2 separate regions of the Triticum aestivum genome follow, and region 2 is linked to region 1. A link is a contact called in public Hi-C data. All regions are on one chromosome and are shown on one strand. Each heading gives the region's core, a stretch centred on a gene start, on an enhancer-like site or on the middle of the called end of the contact. The rest is flanking DNA. Distances are from core to core; before and after follow the strand shown. Region 1 has its middle 290 kb from the start of LOC123130567. Region 2 holds the start of LOC123127290 (EIN3-binding F-box protein 1).

Region 1 (4,595 bases), core at 1,882-4,381:
ACCGACCTGCTGTCCTACACTTCTTCCTCCACGGCCAGCAGGTAGCCATGGCCTATGCGGACGCCGAGGCCGAGGCAACTGCCTCCACGTCTCGGACGATCCCGAGTTCATAGACCATGTTAAGGCTGATTTGGAGTTCATCAAAATGAGAGTCACAAGTTGGCAAGCCTAAAAAAATCTTGCCACATTTTTTATGTGTATGCTATGTGGGACTCAAATGTGGCTTGAACCAAACACTCATCTAAGTTAGTGAAATTTGCCTACCTTAAGTGTGGCAACCTTTGACAAAGGTAATCACAAACCAAACAGCCTAATCGTTCTTCAGACTAATATATTTGCGTCTGGCTGTGACATGAGATTACAAGATCGACTTTGGATTGCCCATCAGACACATCTTCTAATCTGGTGATGTATAGCTTCTACTTTTTTATCAGATTGGAGTGTATGCATGGATATGTTAGGATCATGAAGTTACAAATCCAATGCATTTTTATTGGAAATTCCTCAGAATTGATCACATCAAATAACACGAGTACATGCACACAAAAAGCTCATAGCCAAAAGGCCTTTGTGGTGCCCTTGTTTCTCCTTTTTTTTCTCGGTGTTACAATCTTAAAGCCACGCCAGTGCTTATATACACGCACAGGTAACACCCCTATTGCAAACCTACTTGAACAGGACTTAGTACTAGAACCTGACACTGACTCAACTTTCCTAAGCTAGCACATGTACTAAACCAAATCTACTACCAAACGGACTCGAGGTCCTACTACAACTCCAAACTAATTAGGATGTGGATTCTCACATACGGAGTATATTTACCTAAACTAATCACCGGCAACGTTGATCACCTGTTATACTAATCATAACTATGATATGTTTGGATTATTCCAACATTCACCCTTTAATCCAAACATTCGACTTTTTACTAGACGAGACACACAGACGATCGCCTCTTCATCTTGTCCTGCCGATTGCCTTCGGTGACGCGACTTACCGAACCTTAACTTCTCTCTTCTTGCAACGATGACCATCACATCATCGTCACCGCAACTTCGTTTGCATACCGACTCATAGACTTTAACCAACGATTACCCAGGCTACCAGCCACGCTGCCACATCTTAGCGTGCTACATGCACACTAAACACATAGCCTCATATAAGAATTCAACTTAACCGGTGCGCGCCCATCTTCACGTTGATCTTCGTCTTCTCATCGGTTGCTTGTGCACGGGGAGACACATCTTTTCACCCGCCACATCTTTTTTCTTCTCAGGGTCGCCGATGCCACATCTTATCAAACGACACCTCATGTCCAGCGGCAACCCAACTCGCCATATACGTGCAACTCATCTTCATCGTATATGAACTCGTCGGAACTCCATGATCATGAACGGAAACGCAAGGCACGAATTCCTTTTTTCGCCCGCTCTCGCTCGCAATTCTCCTCCGGCAGTGACGCATATCAACTACAGCAGAAGATCCACATACCTGAGCTCTTGGACGCACCTTACAAGAATTCATACGCACACCTTGACAACAGCTCGCAACTTCGTCACCTCTTCCTCGCTCCCCCCAATGACGATCTTGACGAGATCTTCTAGCACCGTACCTCGGCACTACCACTCCCGTCAACCTAGATCTCGATGATTTCCTTGGTGTCGCAACTTCAACACCTCCATAACCATCAACGATCACCAACGTCGTGCCGACGACAGCCCTGTCGCCCTCCTCCAGGTTGTTTCGCCAACTGACAATCAACCGCTGCCTTGCTTGCGACAACGTCCTTGCTGCCTTCTTGTCGCCGCTCCGCCGAATGACAACCGCCCGATCCTCCACGTCGTTGCTCGAACGACTATTGCCCACTCTTCCTCGCCGTTGCACTATCCAACGACTATATCGTCCGCTCCTCCTCGTTGCTACACCAGCGACTCTATTGCCCGCCCCGAGGCGCTAGCAGGGTCGCCACCCCGGGGCAAGCGTGGCTTCAAATTCTCGAACCTTGCTCTGATACCAATTGTTGGCGCCCTCAGGATCGATCACATCAAATAACACGAACACACACGCACAAAAAGCTGATAGCCAAAGGGCCCTTGTCGTGCCCTTGTTTCTCCTCTTTATTTCTCTTTTTTCTGTTTTTCTCGGTGTTACAATCTCAAGGCCGCGCCTGTGCTTATATACACGCACATGTAACACCCCTGTTGCAAACCTACTCGAACAAGACTTAGTACTAGAACCTGACACGGACTCAACTTTCCTAAGCTAACACACGTACTAAACCAAATCTACTACCAAACGGACTCGAAGTCCTACTACAACTCCAAACTAACTAGGACATAGACTCACATACGGAGTATATTTACCTAAACTAATCACCGGCAACGTTGATCACCCGTTATACTAATCATAACTATGATATGTTTGGATTATTCCAACAATTTGTGTATGGTGTTGTAGACCATTCCAAGATATATATTTTTTTTGTTTAATTTGTTGAGTAAAAAAATCAAATGATAAGATATCCATCTCGCATCCTTTTTTTTTTGAGAACCATCTCGCATCCTTTTTACCAGACATAAAATTGACTATCCTTAACCATCTATCGGTTTACAACCAAACACAAGAACGAGGATACCCCAACCACCTGGTTAGGTATATCCTTAGCCACGCCAACCTTGCTCACAAACCAAACGCCCCCATAATCAACCTCATAGTTGATAGTTTGTGCAATTTCTAGTAGTGGTTTGGTAGACTTCTCACAATTGTCAAAGTCGTCTGTGAAGGAGTACTTCCTTTGTCTCAAAATAAATATCACAAGTTTGTGCTAGTTTTAGTATTCCGATTGCGGCAATTGCCAAACTTTATCGATTGAAAGCTAAGAAAAACGACGTCATAAGCACACTACAGTGCTTAGCGTGCGCTTACGCCAGCAACCGGCGTCGCCTGTGAGCTGTCGGCTTCCAGAAGATCCGTGGTCCAGGGGCAAGATCTGTGCCGACGTGGCGCGCTCTGCATCAAGCGTCGGCTACGCCTCCCGATCCGCCGCAATTGCCTCTTCACGTTCACGGGTGGCCCGTGCCGTCAAGACCGGGAAACAGCGATCCAAGTTCCCATGAATTAGTGAAATCTTTGAACGCCCATTGTCATCATCTCGCCGTGCAGTGGGTACAGTGCTGAGAAGAGAAGAAGCGTGGGGTATGCTGTGGCGTGCCACGCCTTTCCGTTTGTGACGAATTCAATACGGCAACGACGACCGCCGAGTAAGCAAAGCACAGCCTTTGCTTTGAAAATAAAAGGAAAAATCGCCTCGGTGCGTTCCAAGGCGAGTCGCACATGGACATAGGCATTTCGTGATTTTGATGCGAGAATATATTGCAGATCGACGCGTCGCCGTCGGTGCCCACCTTGTGCGCGACAGCTCGAGGCCAGGAGTTCAGACCTGCCTGCCACGCGTTTGTCAATCGCAGAGACTGCTCCACTGGAGCATCTCGCCGAGCACCGTTGTACGCATTGGCAAAATCTCCTCTCCTATATAGGTTTATTGTAGAATATAAGAATAGGCTGTGGAACATGCAATGTATTGATCGGTGCAACATGTGCGTATATATGAGTATAGAGAGGGCCACAACCTCGACTAGACAAAGGAAACAAAAGATGGGCCCAATACACAATATACTCAACACCCTTCCGCAGTTGAAGCGACGCCAGTGACGCAGAGACTGGAACGAAACTCCTCGAAGGTGGAAGTCGGTAGGCCCTTTGTCATCCCATCGGCGAACTGTTGTGCAGTCGGAATATGGAGAAGCCGAATACGTCCAAGGGCCACCTGCTCGCGCACAAAGTGAATGTCCAGCTCAATGTGCTTCGTCCGACGATGATGAACGGGATTGGCGGAGAGGTACACCGCAAAGACGTTATCACAATAGACAACCGTAGTCTGGGAGACATCGTGATGCAGGTCCTGAAGTAACAGTCGTAGCCAGGTGCACTCGGCAACAGCGTTAGCCACAACTCGATACTCAGCCTCCGCGCTGGAGCGCGAAACCGTGGGCTGGCGCTTGGACGACCACGAGATGAGTGAAGGACCAACGTAAACGCAGTAGTCAGAGGTGGACCGACGGGTGTCGGGGCAGCCAGCCCAGCCGCGTCGGAGTAGGCCACCATCTCCAGAGAGGGGGACGCCGTGAGGATGAGCCCAAGGGTTATCGTGCCGCGGATGTACCGGAGGATCCGCTTCACGAGAGTCCAATGAGAGTCACGAGGGGCGTGCATGTGGAGGCACACCTCTGAACAACATACTGTAGATCCGGTCGGGTGAGAGTCAGATACTGAAGGGCACCGACAATAGACCGGTAGAAGGGAGCATCCGACGCTGGCGAGCCCTCAAGAGCAGAAACATTGGCCTTCGTGTCAACAGGAGTGGCAAAAGGATGACAGTTGAGCATGCCAGCATGCTCAAGGAGCTCGTGCGCATACTTCTGCTGATGATAGAAGAAGCCATCCGGTCGCCGAACAACCTCAATGCCAAAAAAGTAATGTAGAGCACCCAAGTCCTTGATGGCAAACTCGTCACGCAGCCGGAGAGTAATCTGCTA
Region 2 (3,951 bases), core at 882-3,381, 420 kb before region 1:
GAGAGGGCACGGAGCTTGAAGTGATTTGCGGACGCCAGGCTTGCAACACCGGAGTCGCTGACCATGCAGTTAGAAAGATCAAGCCCTGCAAGCTCAGTGCAGTTCTCAGAAATACAGAAGAGGCTTGCATCTGTTATCTTGCTGCAACCCTCGAGACTAACTTGCTTAACAGATTTTCCATGTGCCTTCACCAGGGAAGAAACAGCAACATCTGTGATGTTCTTGCAACCACTCAAGTCAACCTTGACCAGGTTACCCTCGGAAGAGTTTATCAACGGAAGAAGCCCATTGTCAGTGACCTCACCAAGACCACTCAGGTCGACTTGCTCCAGCTGAGGGCAGATCATACCGACTACGGCCAAGCTTGCATCAGTGAAACCTGGGCAATCCTTGATTGTCAAGAAACGAAGTGATTTGCAGACAGGAAGTTGTGCAGGAGCAGAACAGACATCCTTGACACCTGTGCATTTCACCAAGGAGAGAGCCCTGAACTTATGGCTGCAGTTGATAAGGCAGGCCAGAACACCAACAAGAGTAACCCTGTTGCACTCTTCAAGCTGCAGGTTTTCCATCACCTTTGCCGATTCTATGAAAGCCTTAAGACCAGCATCCGACACATGTCCACACTTCCTGAGGCAAAGCTGTTTCAAGCCTGGGCAGAACTTGGCAATACAAGTGATAGCAAGATCAGTGACCCCAAGGCAAGAGGTGACACTCATGCACCTCAACTTCTGCAAGCCGGCGGCATTGGCCATCACCCAAAAACCCCTCTCACCAACAGCAGCAAGGCGAGCAAGTGTAAGATCCGTGACGGCCTTCCCATAGTACCCAATCACGGCAAGCGAAGCATCTGTGATGTTCAATCCCTGGAGACGGATCTTGGCCAGTGATGCGGAAGCGGAGCACACGAGGCTAGAAATGCCCTGGTCACCAACGTGCACACAGTTCTTGATGCTCACAGCCTGCAGCTTCAAGCAGCACCGGCCAATCGCCCTCAGGCCCTCGTTGCCAACGCCGGAGCAGGCCTCCATGGTCAGAGACACCAAGTTGGGGCACCCCTGAGCAATAGCAGCAAGGCCCTTGTCTGTGATGAGCGGGCAAGAAGTGATATCCAGACGCTCCAGCGAGGGGCACCCGGCGGCGATCTCAGCGAGCCCAGCGTCGGTCACAAGTGGCACGTCCCACAGCGCGAGGGAGCAGAGGTTAGGACTGCCGCGGGCAACGGCCAGGAGCCCCTGGTCTGTGACCCCACGCGTCGGGTGGCTCCCACGGATGGCGAGCTTCTCCAGCCCGCGGCGGGATCCAGCAACAACAGCCATGGCGGCGAGGCGGACATCGGTGGCCTCGTTACCCTCGAGAACCCTCTCGACGGAGGGATCTGCGGAGGAGTCGTCCGTATCCTCCTCCATGACGAACTCCTCGTTGAGATCGGGCAGGGACGGGGCGGCCGCCGCGGCATGACCGAGCTCGGAGACCCGAATGCTGGCGAGGAGCGCGAGCCAGCGGCGGGAGACGCACGCGGAGTCAGCGCGCTCGCGGCCGCCGGGCAGGCGGCGCAGGACCTCGAAGAGGCACTCGTCCGGGAGCAGGTCCAGGGACGGCTGCGGGGGCTGCCTCTGCTTCTTGCTGGCCCTCATGCACTCGGCCGCCGCCGCGGCGACCGCCGACGCGGCCACCAGAGAGCGCTTCCGCTGCTGAACCACCGCTCCGCCACCGCGGCAGAACATCCCGGAAAGCTCGGCCGGGGCAGAGACGAGGCACCCGCCATCTGATTGTGTCGAAGAACACACCATCAGGGACACGCAAGAACAAACCTTTCCTTGCAAGGAACCACGACTAAAACAACAACCCGACTCTCTTCGGGGGAAAAGAAAAAAGAAAAACATGAAGGGGGTCTCTCTCTATCGCTTACCTCCGTATGCGTGGAAGGCAGGCATGCCGAATCGCCGGAGAAGGAAGAGATCCCTTGGAAGAAGAAGAGCACGACCAAGAAGAGAGCCGCCGCCGCCGCACGATCCGAGCCGACGGAGAAGGCCTTAAGCATTTACAGGCGACCACCGCCGGAGGGGGGGGGGGGGGGGGGGGGGGGGGGGAGGAGACGGAAGCCGAACCCTATCGCCGCTGCGACAGGGAAAAAAGAGAAGGAGGAGAGGGGAGAGGAGAAGTCTGTGACAGGAGGGAGGAAGGGGAAAGCGCGAGCTGAGGCGGAGTAGGGAAGAAAGAGACGGAGTAGGTGGGAATTGAATAATCGGCGCGAGGGACAGAGACGGGAGGCGGGGGCCGCCCTTGGCGCTCCCAGGGGACAAGTTGCGCTGGCCGGAGCTGGATGCACTGAACCTGCACTGTACTCGTGTGGGCGGATGGAGTGGAGGGGATTGGGACGGCCGGATGGGGTGGGTGGGTGGATCACTCGTTCGTGCCGCACATACATTGCACATGCACGCGTCTTCGTCTTGCCTGTTTGGTTCGGCTGTGAATTTCTAAAATCAGTTGTAAAAAATCTGCTGTGGAAAAACAGCTGTGGAAAATCTGATGTGAAAAAGATGTAGGTCATTTGGCAAATCAGCTGATACAGTTTTTTTCAGATTTTGGCTCACAGCGGAATCAGATTTTGAAAAGCACGTCCTGGTCTGCTTCCGCTTTTGGTTTAAATTTTGGCAGCGGATTTCTAAAATCGGATTCTGCTGGGTTCGTCGTTTGATTCAGATTCTGCTGCGCGGCAGCGAAATCCGTCAATAAAAGCTAAACCAAACAGGGCCTTGGTCTTCCTATAATGGAGCTGCGATTCTTCTCCTCTACTTTTCGTTTCCTTTTTCACGTTGCGCTTGGAGAACGGAGGTGAGGGGAATTCCTGTTCCAGAGCGTGAACACAACACGTGGAGATAGCAGATCCAGTTACCCAAGATCGTCTTTTTAATCCCTTGCTTTAAGGCATCTCCTAGCATTCCATAAACTTTCTCACGTATGTGTGCCGGTCATCCAACGCTATACATGTATGAAATTGGATCCTTTAACATTGAAAAGGAAAGTTAGAGAAGCTATACTATCCTAATTTTTCTTCTTTCTATCTATATAATTAAGGTTAAAACGACTTAAATTAATTTGCAAATCGATGATCTGTTGTGTACATTATAGTAATTACATATAAATAAATTGATGATGAAATAAAATTAATTTTAAATTATTTATATCTATAGTAAATATCAACAGTAAACAACATGTTAACTACCTACTAACAGTCCCTAACTTTTCTTTTTCATTTTACACTAGGCTAGTACTGTAGCACCGTGAATTTCCTTCTCTATGTTAGAGGATCCGCTTCCTACGCGTATATTTCAAAACAACCACTCCTCGTCGATTTTGACGAGCTCGCCGTCAAGGTGACGGCAACGCCCAGCGGTTGTCTCTGCGGCGGTGATGGAGCGGTCGAGGGCCCACGTCATGGTGAGGGTCGGGTCATCGTGGACCCATTCCAGCGCTGCGTCGGACTTCGTGAACGCGAAGCGGCGGGGGGTGTTGCGCCGGTCGTATCGTGTCTGCTGCCTCGCCGCTCGCTCCTCCTCGAAAACGACGGTCCTCGAGCCCGAGGGACCGCTGACACAGCTGATATGCCTCAAATGTATCTATATTTTTTTATTGTTAAATGCTATTATATTATCATTTTTGTTTGCTTTCTATGTCATTTATATTATTTTTCTAAACTAATCTATTAATTTAGTGTCCAGTGTCAGTTTCTATCTTTCCGCATGTTTTTTGTTTCGCAAAAAAACATAATATACCCCTAGAAGATTCGGGATGAGGCAAGAAGACCCACGAGGGGGCACAAGCTACTAGGGCGCGCCCAGTGGGTAGGGCGCGCGGGGGTGGCCCATGGGCCCCTGGTGCTCCGTTCCTTTATTTCTTGGCTTATAAATACACATATATTCTGAAACCCTCATAGCGAGATCCGAA

The links. A called contact is a pair of places that touch in the nucleus more often than the background predicts.
Region 2: a contact with region 1 is called in a Hi-C map of leaf, with 5 times the contacts expected there. The contact joins the promoter of LOC123127290 here to the enhancer-like site in region 1. A contact is called at or near these places in 2 of 5 Hi-C or Micro-C datasets (both in leaf).

What each region holds. Positions count from the first base shown.
Region 1 is chr6A:211,321,592-211,326,186 of IWGSC CS RefSeq v2.1, reverse strand. No RefSeq gene overlaps it. Among protein-coding and RNA genes, the nearest start is that of LOC123130567, 290 kb to the left of the region's middle. Within about 2 kb of position 3,131, at least 3 of the 8 cell types and tissues checked have an H3K27ac peak or open chromatin away from gene starts, as enhancers often do. A contact at or near this core is called in leaf, where this site is marked.
Region 2 is chr6A:211,743,094-211,747,044 of IWGSC CS RefSeq v2.1, reverse strand. It overlaps LOC123127290 (EIN3-binding F-box protein 1), which reads right to left and starts at 2,131. Exons shown (of 2, transcript XM_044546939.1): 1 at 1,913-2,131; 2 at 1-1,768. The coding sequence starts at 1,937.